4 separate regions of the Sus scrofa genome follow, and all the other regions are linked to region 4. A link is a contact called in public Hi-C, HiChIP or PLAC-seq and promoter capture Hi-C data. All regions are on one chromosome and are shown on one strand. The core of a region is the stretch at or near the end of the contact, and the rest is flanking DNA. Distances in the headings are between cores, read along the strand shown.

Region 1 (4,079 bases), core at 429-2,928, 260 kb after region 4:
AAAAAAGCATTAAAACCTCTCTTATTTGTTCTTCATATATTTATTGAAATTACATGTGTTGAATTTAAAACCACGGGCTTTGTATCATTCTTTTATGGCATATTTTTGTGTGTCTTTTTAGGGCTGCACACACAGCATATGGAGGTTCCCAGGCTAGGGGTCCAATTGGAGCTGCAGCTGTGGGCCTACGCCGCAGCCACAGCCATGCAGATCCGAGCTGCATCTGCAACCTATGCTGCAGCTAGTGGCAATGTTGTATCCTTAACCCACTGAGTGAGCCCAGGGGTGGAACCCATGTCTTCATGGATACTAGTTGGGTTCATTACTGCTGAGCCACGACAGGAATTCCACTTCTGTGGCATTTTTATGGTAATTTTTAAAAACCAAGTCTTGTCTGTGATGGGTAGGAAATCAAATTTGTTCCTTCACTACGGGGATTTTTTTTCTGGCACCCCATTTAGATTCAAGCAAGTGGGGGAGTTTTCCACCTCTTTAGTCACTTTTAAGCCTAAAATCCAATGAGGAAGTGAAGTTGAAATGGTGCAGAATGAGAATTCTGGATTGAGAAGTTTCTGAGCCACCAGCAGAGCAGACTCTGTATCAGCCCAACACCCTTATAGCATCTGGCCTACGGCTCTTTCATTTGATAGAAGATGAAGTTCAGTGAGATAACGTGGCTTGAAGGGACTAACATTTCCATCCAGAAACCAAGTACTTCTAGTCCATTCCCCACTCCCCTGGTGAGCAAGTCAAGGAAAACAGCCAGAATAAAGCCAACCATTTTTATTATCATTCATGTACTTTATGGGAAAAAAGAAAGGAATATAGCAAACGGGTCAGGTTGTATTTAAAAAATGCAGATTTGTACACATTGCTCTATTTACATCTGGGGCAGGGTCTCCCCAACTTCAGGCGCAGCAGCTGCACTTGTCCGAGGCTCCTTTGCAGATGCAGCCCTGGGCACACTTGGCACAGCCCACGGGGCAGCAGGAGCAGCAGCCTGGGGAAGGGAAGGAGGCAGCAGAGATGAGCGCTTGGGGTTAGGGATTAATAAGGCTTCCCATCCTCCCCAGGAGAAGTGCCGCCTTTGCTGAGGAAGAAACATCTACTGCCCTATTTAAATTCCCCTCGGAGACGCAGAGGGCTAACAACACGGTGGGAGGGGGAGCGCATTAGGGGTAGGCGTAGAGAGAATTGCACTTACTTTTCTTGCAAGAGGTGCATTTGCAGTCTTTGCATTTGCAGGAGCCGGCACACGTGCAGGACCCACCTGCGAAGAGAAAGGCAGATGTAAGAACGGGCCCTGGAGACTTGATCGCGGGCATGCGTGCCAAGAGACCGGGTTCCACAACCAATTCGTGGGATCGTAGGTAAGCCACGGACTCTGATTTCCTTAAGTGGTCAGGCAGGGTTTCCTCGTGTAACTCAGAGGAGGGCGCATCAAAACGCTTTAGAAAAGGCAGTTAGTACCCTGAACGTTAAGTGGGGAGTCAGAAATTGCTTCTCTAGCTTTACCATCAATCGTCAGCCCTGGGCCAGATCTCCTTACCAGCGGCGCAGGAGCAGTTGGGATCCATGGCGAGCTCAAGCGGAGGCTGGCGTGCGGAGACCGCGGCAAGAAGGAGGGCGAGGAGGTGGAGCCGGCGCGCTGGGGCGGAGCGCGCGGCGGGCCGCCTTTATAGCGGGAAGAAGCCGGGGTGAGTGCAAAAGCCCTGCCGGGCCGGGCGCCGCCTGCACACGCCCCACGCTGAGTCACTGGCGGCCCGTGCGGCGCACCGGGCTGTGCACACGGGCCGCGGGGCCACGGTTCCCAGAAGCCGCCCAACGTGAGCACCTCGGCGAGGGAGGGGCCGCGCGCAAATCTCGGATGCCGCGTGGGGGCGGCCAGGGGCCGTGTGCCAAACGCCCGGCCCCTGCCACCCGCTGCGGGCAAGGTCCCCGGCCACTGCCTTCCCCCTGCCCTGTATTTGAACTTTAGAGGTTAGAGGGCAGGTGAAAGCTGGTCTCAGGGATCCTGCTAAAAAAGAAAACCGGTTGGAAGTCAGGACAGATTGAAAAAACTCTTTGTACCTGTCCAGGCTTAATAATTGTGTAGCATCATTTTAAACCCGTGGGATGGTTAGTGATGACATACTGTATACTGAGGGCTTCACCATGCTGTAGGGACGGTAGTAAGTGTGTTATGTTCCAGCGCTTGTTTAATCCTCCAACAACCCCGTGAGCTAAGGACTATTCATCATTCCCACTTTAGAGAATGGAGGCCCAGAGAAGTTAAGGAACTTGCCCAAGGTCACAGAGCTGCTGAGTGGCAGAGCCTGGTCATTCAAATCAGTGGGCCCAGCAGATGCTGAAGGCCCTCTAAGGGTAGGCATCACCAACGGGGGAGAATAAGGATCAGGAGCCATAAAAGTTCATAGGGGGGCAGCCTCACTGGTGTGTGGGGAAGTTAATACGAGGGTCATTGGCTGGGAAGGAGGTTCGGGGGAGAATAAGGATCAGGAGCCATAAAAGCTCATAGTCAGGGGGGCAGCCTCACTGGTGTGTGGGGAAGTTAATACGAGGGTCATTGGCTGGGAAGGAGGTTCGGAGAGAGGAACCCAGTCTAGCCTGGGGGGAGGTGGGCCATTGCCTGGGGCCTGAGGGTGAGGAAGTCTTTGTTGGGCAGGGGAGGGGAAGGAGCTGAGATACAGGAAGCGGCCGGCTGGAAAGTTGGCATGGCCCTGGCATATTTGGAAGGGGAAACCCCACAAGAACTTTCTTCCCCAGTGGCTGCTCAAGGGGACGAGTGAATGTGGTGTCCACATTCCTCTCTGGGGAGGCACATCCTGCCCCCCCCTGCTGACACGTGTCTGGGAATACCCAGAGTGTGTCATTGGAGCATCAGCGGGTTACTGGAAAGTTCCTGGAGGGCTTAGGAAACGTTGCTTGCTGCACCGGGGAGTTTCGTGAGAAGGTGGGAGGAGGACAGGCTGTGCTTGCTGTGTTTACTGTAAAGTCCTCTGGAAATGTCTTTGCAGCTCAGGTCAGACATCACTTCCTGCTGGGAGCCCATCCTGACCCCCGCGCTAGGTCAAGGTGCCTGTGGAATGTGCTGGTAAACAGCCTGTCCTTTTCCTGCCTGGCACTTCCCATGTCTGTAACACGTAGGAACGTGTGTGGTTCTTGGATTGGTATCTGTGTCCCTCTGCACCTCAGCCCGATGCTGTAAACACCAAGAGCACGCACTGCTCCGGAAATGTACCTCCAGCCCCTAGCTTAGGGCCAGGTTTGCAGGAGGTGCTTAATAAATATTTGTCGAATCGATTAATAAGGGTAATTCTCTCAATGTCTCCCTTCTTTCCCAGCCCCACCCCTTGCATTAGGACTGATTACAAGATGAAAAAAAAAAAAAAAACCTGTTTTTCACCACTCTGGGAACTGTGTGCTTGCTCACTCAGGTGAAAATGCAGGGGAGTTGACTATGAAAAGGACTAAATTCTAATGGTCACTCTGCCGCTCACTTGCTGAAGGACCTCAGGTTGTTACGGGCTAGGGCTCCCCAGACTTCATCTGTCAAATGATCAGATTGTGCTAGAATTTGAGGGTCACATTCAAGCATCCTCTGACTTTAGAGCCAAGGGCTCAGAAATCTCCCTGCGTCTGGCAGCCCCGTGGGCTGAGCAGGGAAGGGCTGTTTTTGGGTTATGGGCAGATTTTGTTCTTGTTTTTTATATATGCACGCACATTACAGAAGCCATAATTTCTGGTTTTTTAATAAATCAGAGGTCACTGTCCACTCAGGGGAAACAACTCAACTGTATGAAGAGACCATAAGACTTGTTTTTGCCCTGAAAAGTTTTGAATCCTAGATGTGGGCCATCCGTGTGGGCAGTAAAATTTGCTTTCACATCCAAGCTGTCACCTTTGAGTCATTTTGAGTCTGTGAGGGGAGGGATGACCAGCTAAGGAGAAGGGGGGCCCAGGCCCAGTTTTGCTCATCTCTGTAACCCTGAAGCCTCCATGTGTGGGGGACAGAGGTGGAGAGGAAGGACTTCCTAATGCCTGCATTCCTCACATGGTAGGAGGTCAGGGAAAAGAAG
Region 2 (4,160 bases), core at 675-3,174, 310 kb before region 4:
TCCATATGCCGTGGGAGCGGCCCAAGAAATAGCAACAACAACAAAAAGACAAAAGACGAAATTGCTCTTTGAAATAAAGTAGGTTAATATTGTCTTTAGTTTCCAAGAGTCCTGTAAGTTCTAGGTGCCCCATTATCTGAATAAGTCCATTCCTGGGACTGAATCTATGATGGTTATTAGTTGTTTTAAGGCTCTATGCTTCCCAGATAAATCACAGTAAAGGCTTTTTTCATATTACAGTGTGCTTGCTACATGTAGCATATATGCAAGCTTGATGTTGTCTCTACTTTTGAAATTAACTCTCCATGAGTTCTCTTGTGGCACAGGGGGTTAAGGATGTGGTGTAGGTCCCAGCTGTGGCTGGGATTAAATCCCTGGCCTGGGAATTTCCACATGCCACCCGTGAGGCCAAAAAATAAAGAATAAAAAGCTAACTCTCCAAATGGAGTTCAATGTCCTTAAAAACAAGGTTCTAAATAAAGAGCACAAGTAAGGAAGCTTACCCATGATAATGTCCTCTAAATAGCCAACCACAGCATCAAATTCTGCATCAGAGGCGGAAGAGCTGAAAAACAGGCCTGGATTAGATGCTGTTTCAAATAATTTGTTTTTTGAAAAACGTATTATAGATAATTTTCAAAAACGCACAAAAGAAAAAACAGCAAAGCAAACTTCCAGGCACCCAACTTTAAGAATTAAGAATGATTATTGTTTAATCTAGCAATTCCAAATAGAAGAAAACACACTTGACACATCTGTGAATGTAATGTCTCCATTTTCAGAAAATCTGGTACAGGGAGTTCCTGTTGTGGCTCAGTGGAAACGAACCCAACTAGTATCCATTCCATCCCTGGCCTCCCTCAGTGGGTTAAGGATCCAGAGTTGCCTTGAGCTGTGGTGTAGGTTGCAGACGCGGCTTGTATCCTACATTGCTGTGGCTGTTCCCTAGCCCGGAAACTTCCATATGCCACAGGTGCAGCCATAAAAAGCAAAAGCAAAAACAAAAACAAGAGGAAAGAAAAAAAAAGAAAATAGGAAACCTAGTACAACACAAGGAATTACCAAAAGAGACATAAGGAGCAAAAGCACGCACGGGACATCTTAAGGTTCCTATTTATTTCCTTTGGGTTCTACTCACCGCATCTTAGCTATCACCCCACACCTATCTGCTTGTGGGCTGGCGTAAACCTGGTGCGGTTAAGACACTGGCCAGGGAGGAGGCAATTAGATCGGGAGTTCTTGGGGGTGGTAGTGATGGAGGGTCCTCCGACCCGCGGTCGGGCCTCTGCAGCTCAAACTCGCCAGGTTTTGCTGACGACTAAGAACTGGAGGTGGGGGAGGGGAGGGGAGGATTGTGATAGATGCGTGGATCACCGCATGACACGGCCCTGCAAGCCGGTCCCTAAGGCCTGAATCCCGCCGTCGCCGCTGCGGCAGAATCAACCACTGAAACTGGGGCTGAGCCTTGAGGGTTCCCCTAACCCACCCCCACCGAGGATACCCGTTTCACAGCGCTGAGGCCGAGGCCAAGCGTCGGCAGCCCGGCCTCCAGTCTTTCCAGCCAGGCAGCGTCACTCACAAGGACAGCGCGAAGCTCTCTTCTTCTAGGGCGTCCATCGCCGCCGCCGCTGCAGCATCCACCACGAGGAGGAGAGCGGGCACGCCGGCCTCCTACCGCGCCCGCGACCCGGGCCCAGTCTCTGCTCCGCTCTGCAGAGCCCCAACAGTCATCAGGGAGGTCTCGACGGCGAGGCCGCGGTCGGCTCACGGCCCAGCCCGCTAGAGTCTGCGCGCAAGGCCCTGGTCTCGGGCTTCCCGGCTGTGGCCACGCGCCGGCCGGGCCTGCTCGTCCCGGCTGGCCTCTCTGCGTATCTAGCTGCTACAGCGGCGTCCTGGCGTCCGTTACTGCGCCCCGCCTCCAGTTACCATGGCCACCGCGACCCTTCCGCCGTCTTGCGGGTCCTGGCAGCCAATCACAGGCGCACGTTGCCCGACGTCAGGGGCGGGACAAAGATAGGGAGAGGAAGTGAGGGGAAGGAATGGGTGCTCGCGAAGGGAGGTGGCCCTCGGTGGGCAGGTAGGGGCCTCGCTGAGGTCTGCTCATGCTGACTGGAGATTAAATTTCACGTCGCCCCCATTTTGATAAGGGAGATATTGACGCCCAGAGAGAACCTAGATTTCCTCCTCACTTGCAATTTGGGAATGAGTTAGAAGATTTGAGAAGACGATTGATTAGTTTCCGAGTTTTAAGAGCGTTGTAAATCGAAAATCTCTTGAGAGCCAATACCTTAGCGTTTGAGCCAGAAAATGTAGACTTTTGATTTGCGAGGCAGTTACTCCTCGTGGAAGGAAAGCCCCACCGCAAGAAGATGACTTGTAGTACACATCATAAATGTCATAGTCATATGATATCAAACATTATTTGGCGGGAACCTTATTTGGTTTCTTGGGTAACTAGGCAAGATAAAAGTTGACAGAACCACTTTGAGCCAACGCAGTCAGGTGACTTTGCTCCAGGAAAAGTCCCCTCCCAAACTGCCAAATTTTGCAAAAAAAAATACCCTAGACCTGATTTTTCTTGGCCAGCTTGAGTGAATTGACATCTTTGAATGGACATCAAATAGATACCAGTAGGATGTGGAACTAAAAAGTTACCTTAACACAACTGTATCCAGGTTGAGATCAATTTTCAGAGGTACTACCTCTGCTCAGCAAGCACTAAGTAGAGGGCAGGCATCTAGAAAGATCTTCTGAACAACTGAGCAGAGTTCTGTTACGTCAAACACTGGTCAAGGCAACTCAGCAAATTTCCTCATTGCTTGCTTTTACTATAAACCACATGTACTTCTGCTGGACCAAATGAACTTGCCCACATGTTCTATTGCAAATACATGTACTAGATCAGAGTGGAGGTGGAAACTTAATGTCAGGTGTTCTGGTTATCTAATGTTGTTACAAGCCATCCAAAAACGTATTGGCTAAACAAAAAAAATCAATTATTTTGCTCGCTAATCTACAATTTGGAAAGGATGTGGTAGGGGCATCTAGTCTGTTCCACTTGGCATCAGTTGGGGCAGCTGGAAAGGGGCTAGAGAAGCCTCTTCCAAGAAGCTAACTCATTGGCTGGCAAGTTAGTATAGGTTGTGGCAACTCAGTTGTGGTTGTCAGCCAGAGGACTACAGGGTGGGGTGGGGTGGGTTGGGGGGCTGCCTCGGGCATGTTTGGGTTTTCTCGCCCTGTGGAGGCTAGGTCCAAGAGCAAATATTTCAAGAGACAGTGGAAACTGCCAGTTAACAAAAGGTCCAGGACTAGAAACAGGCACCTATCACTTCCACTGAATTCAACTGGTCAAACACAGAGCCCTCCCAGATTTAAGGGGAGATGACATAAACTTCATTTATAGAGGAGAGGAACGTCAAAGAATTTTGTGGCCCTCTTTAATCCATGTCACTGTCTTTGGCTCCAAGAACAAATGGGAATAAAGATAACAGGTACCCACTTACTCAGCCATGTGCCAGATACCATGCTAAACATTTAAAAACACATTTTCTCAGGAGTTCCCATTGTGGCTCAGTGGTAACAAACCCGGCTAGTTTCTATGAGGATTCAGGTTCCATCCCTGACCTTGCTCAGTGGGTTAAGGATCTGGTGTTGCTGTGGCTGTGGTGTTGGCCAGCAGCTGTAGCTCTGATTCGACCCCTAGCCTGGCAACTATGCTGCAGATGCAGCCCCCCTAAAAGAGAAAAAAACAAACAAAAACCATTATCTCCTTGTAAAATATCTGAATCCCTATGAGAAAAACAAAAAACAAACAAAAAAAAACAACAAAACAAAACCCTATGAAGTGAGTACTATCTCCATTTTACAGATTAGGAAACCAAGGCTTAGAAGTACTTGCATAATGGTGATAAGTGGCATAGTGGGGTGAAACCTAGGTGGGCCCCCCTCCTAAGGGCTAACCATCATGCTATGTATGGTCCCAATACCTGAGTTGTAAACAATACTCCTGGCAATTCTCTCCCACCCTGGAAAGTAGCCCTTAACCTGAGAGAGAGTATAATGGCTTAGAACCTTAGCAGCAGGCACAAATGCAAGTTGTGAAATCGTAGTCAAAAAAGGCAACAAATGTTTTATTTCATCAATGCAAATTACTATATTCA
Region 3 (4,170 bases), core at 146-2,645, 470 kb before region 4:
CCTGGGCTGTTTCAGTGTTGCCCACTATAAATAAAGGTGCTATGAATATACCTGTTCAAACCTTTTTATGGACCTATGATTTTACGTCTGTCGGGTAAATACCCAGATTTGCTGGGTCATTAGCATTACTTTTACTGAACATATTTAGTTTGGAATTCTGTATAAAAACAACAAAACAGGAGTTTATGCAGGGATCTGTGGTGTCTCAGCAGCATTAGGATGCAGTCCACCTGCACAGTGAGTTAAAGAATTCAGCGTTGCCAAAGCTGAGGTGTAGGTGGCAACTGTGGCCCGGATCCGATCGGTGGCCTGGGAACTCCATGTGCTGTGGGGTGGCCAGCACCCCCCCCACCACCACACACACAACAAAACAGCACTTATTTTTTTTCTTTAAATCTACAGACCAACTCAGAAACAATGATTTTTAAAAGAAACACAGCACGTATGTGGAACAGTATCAATTTTTTAGTATATACTCAAACTGGGGAAAAAAATGGAGCAAATATTTATAAAACTTCAAAAAGGACATGGGAGGACCCAAAGCAATACTGCAGAACCACTGTAGTCCATATGACTTTAGTTGAAGTGCAGAAGAATATTTACTATTCCATTAGTTACATATTTTTGGTAATATGTTAGTACATACATTCTCTTTAAGGAAGGTGACATTGGTTTTCCACTTAGGGTACTGACAAAAAGCTTTCATTTTTAGGTAAACGCCTCTATTATTAGGAACTCAGACATAGAAACAAAATTACTACATAATGGTAATGGTGGCAAGAGGATACTGAAAAATTACTGAAGTGATGGGGGAAAGGAATGACTCGGGAGAAAGCAGACTAGGCGCTCTGCGGCTGTTTCCCGTGACCAGGGCCCAAGGGACTTGACCAAGGAGTTGAAACTGGGTACGAGACTGCCGGTCTGCAACCGATGAGCTGTGTGACCTTCGGCGCCCACAGCCCACTCTGTGGCTCCATCAACTCCATGAAATGGGAGTGGCAGGCCCTTCCCCGACGCTCTGGCTCCTCACAGCAGGAGAACTGAGTCAGAAGCCAGCCACGCAGCCGGTTCAAGTCCCGGGCGCCAGCGCGAGCCGCTATGCCCTTCACCTCACCTTGCTCTCAGGCCACCACGAAGGCCTACTTCCGCCCCTCACCCAGCCCAGGTTCGGCTTCGCGCACCCCTCTTCTCCCCTCCCCTCCCCGCTCCCTGGCTCGGCAGCCCCCTCACCGGGCAGGCGGCACCGCAGCTGCAGGAGCCTCCAGCCCGCCCGGGCGACCGCGCCGGACACCGCCGCCGCCATGTTGGAAGCGGGCACGCCGCCGACGCGACAGAACGGGCAGCAGGGAGTGCGCAGCGCGGCCACTTCCGCCCTCCCTGCGTCGCGGGAGCCTCCTCCTCTCGCGAGAGGCGCGAGGCGCGGAGCCGGCTGCTGCGGAGAACGGGGAGCGAACCCAGGGCCGCAGGTGAGCGCTGTCCTGGTGGTCCAAGAGCCCGACTTTCCCCAACGGCCCCCTCCCGGCCTGCCCCTGCCACACATCCTCTGATTTCTCATTCGCAGCTCCGTGTCTCAGCGGAAACATGGCCATGGCCACCTCCCTGAGAACCACGGAGGGCTTTCGCCCGAGGGAAACCCATGCGAGCTGTTGGGTGGACCCCCTCCTGCCCCAGGCTCTTGGCGTGGTGGCTTCTGCCCCTCCCGGGCTGCCTGATTTTCAGACCCGGCCTGAGGCCCAGGGGACCGGGGTCTGAGACCCACTTCTGCCAGTGGCCAGCTATTGTGACCTTGCGTCTCAGTCGCTCTTCTCAAATGTCGGGAAAGCTGAAGTTTCTGCCCGGGGGCGGTATTTCAGTTTCCAGGCTGTAATTTTGAACGTACGATATCCCTGAACCTCCAAGGTGTTGAGTTGGTATAATTGAGTATTCCCAAACTTGCCAGATTGGAAAAACCATCAGGATGCTTTTTAATACATTGGATATCGGGGGGTCTTTCTCCTGGAGACTTGATTCAGTACATCTGGAATCTTATTTAACAAATGCTCCCCCCCCCCAGGGGGGTGATTTACACGATCTGCAAGTTTGGGAAAGACTGGTGGCATTTATTCTGACAATGAGTGCCAAGCGCTCCGTGACTCAGGGAGGTCATGGTCTAGTCACTGAACAGAAATTTAAATGCATTGGGCCTCATTGGGAAATCTTTCACCAGGCAAGTCTTCCTAGTAGTGGAAAGAAGTAAATGGTTTTGAGATTAGGGATAACCGGCAGCAGGAGCTAACTAAGCATACCATTCTGTACAGTAAGTGCAGTAGGACCCTAGCTTCATATCCTGCACATTCCTAATCAAATCTAGTCTTCTCAAAACCTCGTACTCTCTCCTGAATGGGTGTGGGGGACACCCCTCTAAGCCTAACTCTTCCCCAAATATTAAAATTTCAGTGCCATATTTCTGGATTTCAGTGAAGCACTACTGATCTCTCCATGAGGTCTTGTTTTCTGAGTACTGTCCACCCATCTTCCAATGAAGCTTTCCTATGGAAATTCTAGCACTTGGATACCCTTTCTGAAACCCTTAACTTTGAATGTGTCAATTGCCTGAAGGCCAATATTCCGTGTCTTTTCCTTTGAGTTTCCTGTTTCTTTGCTGATTATCACCTTTTCTGTCGCTCTTTGTAAGCTTCAGTCAGTTCATTTTAATTAACACTTTCCTTTCTGATAACTGTCAGTGTTTTCAGAATTCTTTATGCGTTTGACCTAAAAGGTTTCGATCCCTGGTTTGAACTGATAAGCAGACTTCCACCTTATTTTTTTCTTTTGGCTCCCTTCATCCTTAAAAGGAGCCAGATGCCTCAAAATTTGACGTTTGCTGAGTGCCTTAAAAATAAACTTTCTCCGGAAGTTATTCTCAGATGTCTGCTTTCACTACCTGCCACTGACATTTTTGAAGGGTCCTGGGTATGTCTGTGCAGCAGTCAGAATTGGAGAGCTGCTTAACAGACAGGTCCAGTGCCGTGACAATAACTTCTCCACCACCTCTTTTTATTGATGAAACTGGGCTCTGAGTCACACTTATAAGTACGTTGACTTAGGTGCCAGTTTTTCCTTCCTTATTTATTTTTTTTAGAGTAGACATTAACAACAACATAAAACTCGGGTGATGAAAAGTATCGCCCTTTGGCTTTTAGATATTTGAAAGAGCATTGTGTCCCATTTTATTCGGAAAATGTTGATTGAGGGTGGTGGCTCTGTCTTGTTTTTTGAGGGTTAATGTTTAATAAATGTATTTTATGAGCCCCCTGTTGCCTTAGAAGATTAGTTTGGGGGACTATGGAACACAAAGCATTTTCCATTCTTCTAATTTACTGACACAATCCCACTGGAGTACTGTATAAGGAGTCATAAAGTGCAGCTCTTACATTGTGTAATTTTAACCGTGAAAAAGCAGCTTCACGTCGATCTCTCCCTGGGGCGTCCTCCCAGCAGGCATGGCTGTGGAGGAAGAAGAGGATTTTATCAGACTGAAGCAAAGGCAAATAAACTGGCCCAGGAGAAGTGGAGGCTCAGAGTTCTTCTCTTAGAACGTGATTTTATTGAGTTCTCTCTGCCAGGCCTTGCTGAGTGCTTTGCATATTTTTAATCTTCTCACTTATTTCTTACAAAATATTAGATTATTCTACTTTATTAATGAGAAAAGAGAGACTAAGAACTGGCCCACGGTCACTTAGCTAATAAATAGAAGATCTAGTGATAGATAGAACCCCTTGAAAGCTGTGCTCTATAAAACGCTGTGTCCATGAAGGTTCCTGAAAAGGTCTAGACATCTGGCTCTTTTTGTTTCTCTCTAGCTAATGAATAGCCTTTGCCCCCTCAATTATTTCATGAGGATTTTTCTGTGAGTACAGAGCAAGATTGCAGTAGTTACTGGTAGGCAGGGAGCTTGCCATCCCTTTCTGTTGTCCCAGGAGGGAACCTGTTCCAACATCATTTGAGAAGTAGGTCATTTATTTCTTATAAATGAATGCCCAGCAATCCACATTCCTGTCTTCCTCAGCTGGCTCTAAGGTGTGAAATCATCCCAAGTTGTTCACGTTGAAGATGTGCAAGGGTTTTTCCTCAAGGTCTGTAACAGTTAAAACCTTAAAAGTTTCAGTTCTTGATTGTATGCTTTTTAGG
Region 4 (3,911 bases), core at 1,319-3,818:
TGAGGTTTCGTGTGCCTATTCTAAGGGGGAAAGTCTAAAATTCACTTGTCCAAAGCCGTCTGCTGCTACAGAGTCAAGATTCTAAACCCTCTTCTCTATTCCAGTGATTTTAAACCACAGTGGGGCCACACGTTTGTACACAAATCTCATTTTTAAAATCCATTTTTAATTCTCTTACCAAAATAGACTTAAAAATAATGACTTCAAAATGATGTACACCGAAGTCAGTACCCTGGAGCTTATTACCAACTTGTCAACCCACTCCTGCCAGAAAAACCAATTATGCAAAATGTGGAATAAAGGTGCTCCTGCCAAGCAGCCTGAGACTATAAAGCTGTTTAAAACAAAATAACAGCATTTATTTATCTGCATGAATCAGGATTTTATGACAAACTACAGAAATATTCCGGATATTGTGTTCACCAGTGTTCTCACCAATTGAACTTTATAAGCAAATGCTATGCACATGGACTTGTAAAGTGTTACTGTATAGGTGGGGTCCTGCATTGTATTAGAGTTTCACACTAGAAAAGGCTTGGTAACCACAGGTGCCTGTGACTTGAGGCCTATTAAAAACGCAAAGTAAAAAACTCTGCGTCTTTACTGGGAAGGCTGATTTGAAAAAAAAAAAAAAAAACAACTACGTAAACAACTGTGATAAAGGCTTCTCACGTAAGAAAGCAAATGAGTATGCTCCAGCCATAATTTTTGAACCCAAATTTACATATCTGAGAGACCCTTTTATTTACAACTGTGGGTCTTCAAACTTCCTAAGAGCCATGTTCCTCACCCCAGGAAGTCCTGAAGGAACGCTCTCCTCCAAAGCACTGCCTTTCACCAAATGACGCAACTAAACGCTACACCTGCTTCACCAATTTGTGTACCTAATAGCCATTCTCACAGCAGCACTGCCACCTGGTTTCTTGGAGGCAGCCACGGTGAAATTACAAACAGTGCCAAGGCGAATGCTAAAGGAATGGGAGCTTATTAAATAAATAAGCACATTTCAAAAGAACGACTCTGACAGCAAACTCACTTCCACATCCTCTACAATGAGAAACGAAAACAATTCGACCCATGAGCTGCGACACGTTGCAACTCTTCAAAGAAGGAACGATTTCACAATCGTCTCCAGCCCTGATGCCCTCTCCTGTTTGATGGAGAATTACATTTGTGGGTGGTGAAGCACACTGCTGAGGCTTACATAATATTAGAGTAGAAAGTAAATACAGGAAGGTCCAGCTCAGAGCCTCCATCACGTGGTGGGCAGGGGGGGAGGGCGGCGCTAAGGGTGATATTGACAGACATGTCAACCAAAACAAAGCGAGGAAATCTCTGTAATTGAGAGACCCCAGTCTTAAAATCCAGACTCAGGAGATTCCTTCCACCTATTTCCTTTCCGAATCACTCTTTACCAGAAAGTGCACCACTCTCCCCCTACGACTAAGCAAAGGCTGTGGAGTCCAGCTCACAGGGAGGGGCCCAGGGCGGAAGATGGACTGGGAGGGAAAGAGCCACGTCTTGCTCCTGGGTGTGGGACCTTAAGTACACACTGCCCGGTGCCCACCATGTTTCTCTGGCCACTGGCTGGCGTTGGCAATTGCCCTCTCCTCTCCGCAACGAGGGGCTATATTCAGAGAACTCATTTCGCAGCCTTTATGTTTTCTCATTCGTCTTCATTGGGCGCAATCCTAACGAGGAACACACCTCGTCACCCTGACGTTTTGGGGAAACTGAGGCTTGGAGGGTGAAATGACTCGCTCAAGGTCAAAGGGCTGTATCAGTGGTCGGGGGACGGCTGGACGCCAGATCTAGGGTGCAGCGAAGGGGTATGGACAGGTATGGCAGGAGTGTGAGGTCTTGGGGACCTAGGAGGCGAGGCGACAGGGGAAGGCAGCCAGTCAGGAAGGCGGAGCGATGGCGGCCTGGAACGAGGAAGTGACAGCCACTGGGCTAGGACGGGGGCCAGGAAGAGGGAGACCACAGGTCGGGGAGAGCAGACCTGGGGAGCACCGGCCGTCGGGGGAAGGCCGGCGAAAGGAAGTAAAGGCAAAGGGGAGGGGGACACGGCACCCTTAGGGGCCGCGAGGTGGACAGCCCGGGCGCTGGCAGCGGGAGTCGGGGGCCCCCCTCTCACCGGGCGCTCGGGGTAGACGCGGCTCAGATGGGCCTTGAGGCGGCCCACGCTCCAGCTGCGGTCGCCGCTCAGCTCCAAGTCGCGATGGCGCTGGTTGGGGCTCTTCACCAGGAGCGTGACGGGCTCGGGTTCCGGCTCCATGTTGGCGGCGCTGTGGGCTCGGCGACGCTCCCGGATGCCAGGCAGACGATTTCGCAGCAGCCCACAACCGCCGCGACAACGGTTTGCGTCTTTGGGGCGCGCGCCCCCACCTCGGCTACCTTTTATAGGGACCCCGCGCCCGGGCTCCGCCGACAGAACGCTCTGTGGCTGCCCCCCATTGGCTGAGGCGGAGGCCCCTGCCCCAACGTGGCCCAATCGGCGCCCGGCTCCGTGGGCGGAAGGGCGGGCGAAGCACGTGGGCGAGGGCTGATGCAACCTGCCGCCGTGGCGTCACCCAGAGTCGTTGCTGCAGCCGCAGAATCTGCGTTCGCTGGCCATGCTGGGGTGCGAGCGGCCCGCATGGGCGCCTCGGCCCTGAGGATACGGTCTTGCTCCTTGGCTCGGGTTGGTCAAGGCGCTTTGGGGCGGGCCGGCCCTGCAGACCCCTGTCTGGCGGCCTCTGCAAATTGTTTCCTCACAAAGCAGCACCCCCGCCCTTTTGACCCCAGCCCCACTTACTCTTGCCTTCCCTGGGTGGCGGGCGAGGTCAGGTCCGCCCCCCCGGGGGCAGGCCTTCCCCAACCCCTGACTCCTGCCTCAAAGAACCGGGGTGATCCTATTTGTGAGCCCACCCGGAAGGGCACTCCTGGTGCGTTTTAGAAGGGCGAGGAAAATAAAGGGCGAGTCTTCCTGGGGTTGAGAATGCAGGCATCCGAACTGATGTTGGCCATTCATCTGTGGCCTCAGACTTGAACGTTACATCCCCAAGTGTGGGGACATCACCCTAACGGGGGGGCCAACAGGCCACAATCCAGCTTATGCTGAGAGATGCTAGAAAAGGGCCTCCCGTCATAGAATACTAACACATGCTTCCTTGAATTTGGGGCTGAGACAAGGCAGGCAGGGTTCTCAGTGTCCTAAAAATGTGACCACAAAGGCCTCCCTGATGCAGGCACTCTCCATCTGTAGGAAAAAAAGGTCTTGACATACAAAACTGACATTGTGCTGCCCCATTTGTTCTAATCCTGCTGGGACGTCTGTTTTGCCAGGTGTGTCAGGAGGAACTTGGTCTGGTTGGTGGGTCTATTAAGATAAACTGGGTGGTTAAAAACTATAGAACTGTATTGTCTCAAAGCTCTAGAGGCTAAGTCTGAGATCAAGGTGTCAGGCAGGGTTGGTTCCTTCTGATGGTTATGAGGCCAGGTAAGACAAGCGGAAGGCCTTAGAGGAGGCAGCCAGACAGGAAAAAACAGCTTCACTGGGAACTCAGATATATGCCATATATCATGGTTTTCTGTAGCCTGCAGCGACAAACATTAAGTCCTTAAAACAGCACATCCATTTTCACTCAATAGTAAGAAATTAAAGGGGTGTGATTTTCCCTAGGGAAAAGGCAATCCAATTTCTGTGATTCCCTCTTGAGTAATCAATGAGCTAGCTCCTTTTAAAGGACTTTTATTTTTCTGCCTATAGAACAAGGGATTGAGTCCAGGACACCCCCCCATTACCCCAATCCTCAGCTTCTCAAGTCCCTTCTATAAAATGGCATAGTATTTGCATATAACCAATGTACACCCTCCCATATACTTTAAATCATCTCTAGCTTATTTATAATACCTAATACAATGTAAAG

The links. Promoter capture Hi-C pulls out the DNA fragments that hold promoters and counts their contacts. A called contact is a pair of places that touch in the nucleus more often than the background predicts. HiChIP or PLAC-seq counts read pairs in DNA pulled down with a chosen protein or histone mark.
Region 1: a contact with region 4 is called in a promoter capture Hi-C map of liver, with 5 times the contacts expected there. The contact joins the promoter of MT-2B here to the promoter of HERPUD1 in region 4. A contact is called at or near these places in 1 of 5 promoter capture datasets (liver) and 3 of 47 Hi-C or Micro-C datasets (liver and skeletal muscle).
Region 2: a Hi-C map of liver shows a contact between it and region 4, with 4 times the contacts expected there. The contact joins the promoter of ARL2BP here to the promoter of HERPUD1 in region 4. A contact is called at or near these places in 3 of 47 Hi-C or Micro-C datasets (embryonic fibroblasts, fetal skeletal muscle and liver) and 2 of 2 datasets of contacts at active chromatin or transcription factors (alveolar macrophages and skeletal muscle).
Region 3: a contact with region 4 is called in an H3K27ac HiChIP or PLAC-seq map of alveolar macrophages. The contact joins the promoter of COQ9 here to the promoter of HERPUD1 in region 4. A contact is called at or near these places in 1 of 5 promoter capture datasets (liver) and 1 of 2 datasets of contacts at active chromatin or transcription factors (alveolar macrophages).

The regions. Positions count from the first base shown.
Region 1 is chr6:18,642,724-18,646,802 of Sscrofa11.1, reverse strand. It overlaps MT-2B (metallothionein-2A), which reads right to left and starts at 1,678. Exons shown (of 3, transcript XM_003355808.4): 1 at 1,550-1,678; 2 at 1,205-1,270; 3 at 769-1,000. The coding sequence starts at 1,577. The coding sequence ends at 909.
Region 2 is chr6:19,204,777-19,208,936 of Sscrofa11.1, reverse strand. It overlaps ARL2BP (ADP-ribosylation factor-like protein 2-binding protein), which reads right to left and starts at 1,924. Exons shown (of 6, transcript XM_003126968.4): 1 at 1,580-1,924; 2 at 504-565. The coding sequence starts at 1,617. RSPRY1 (RING finger and SPRY domain-containing protein 1) reads right to left here. Exons shown (of 15, transcript XM_021093906.1): 15 at 4,110-4,160.
Region 3 is chr6:19,370,277-19,374,446 of Sscrofa11.1, reverse strand. It overlaps COQ9 (ubiquinone biosynthesis protein COQ9, mitochondrial), which reads right to left and starts at 1,395. Exons shown (of 9, transcript XM_003355802.4): 1 at 1,231-1,395. The coding sequence starts at 1,303. It overlaps CIAPIN1 (anamorsin), which reads left to right and starts at 1,362. Exons shown (of 9, transcript XM_021093909.1): 1 at 1,362-1,466. It also overlaps a transcript of CCL17 not described here.
Region 4 is chr6:18,899,828-18,903,738 of Sscrofa11.1, reverse strand. It overlaps HERPUD1 (homocysteine-responsive endoplasmic reticulum-resident ubiquitin-like domain member 1 protein), which reads right to left and starts at 2,568. Exons shown (of 8, transcript XM_021093900.1): 1 at 2,138-2,568. The coding sequence starts at 2,278.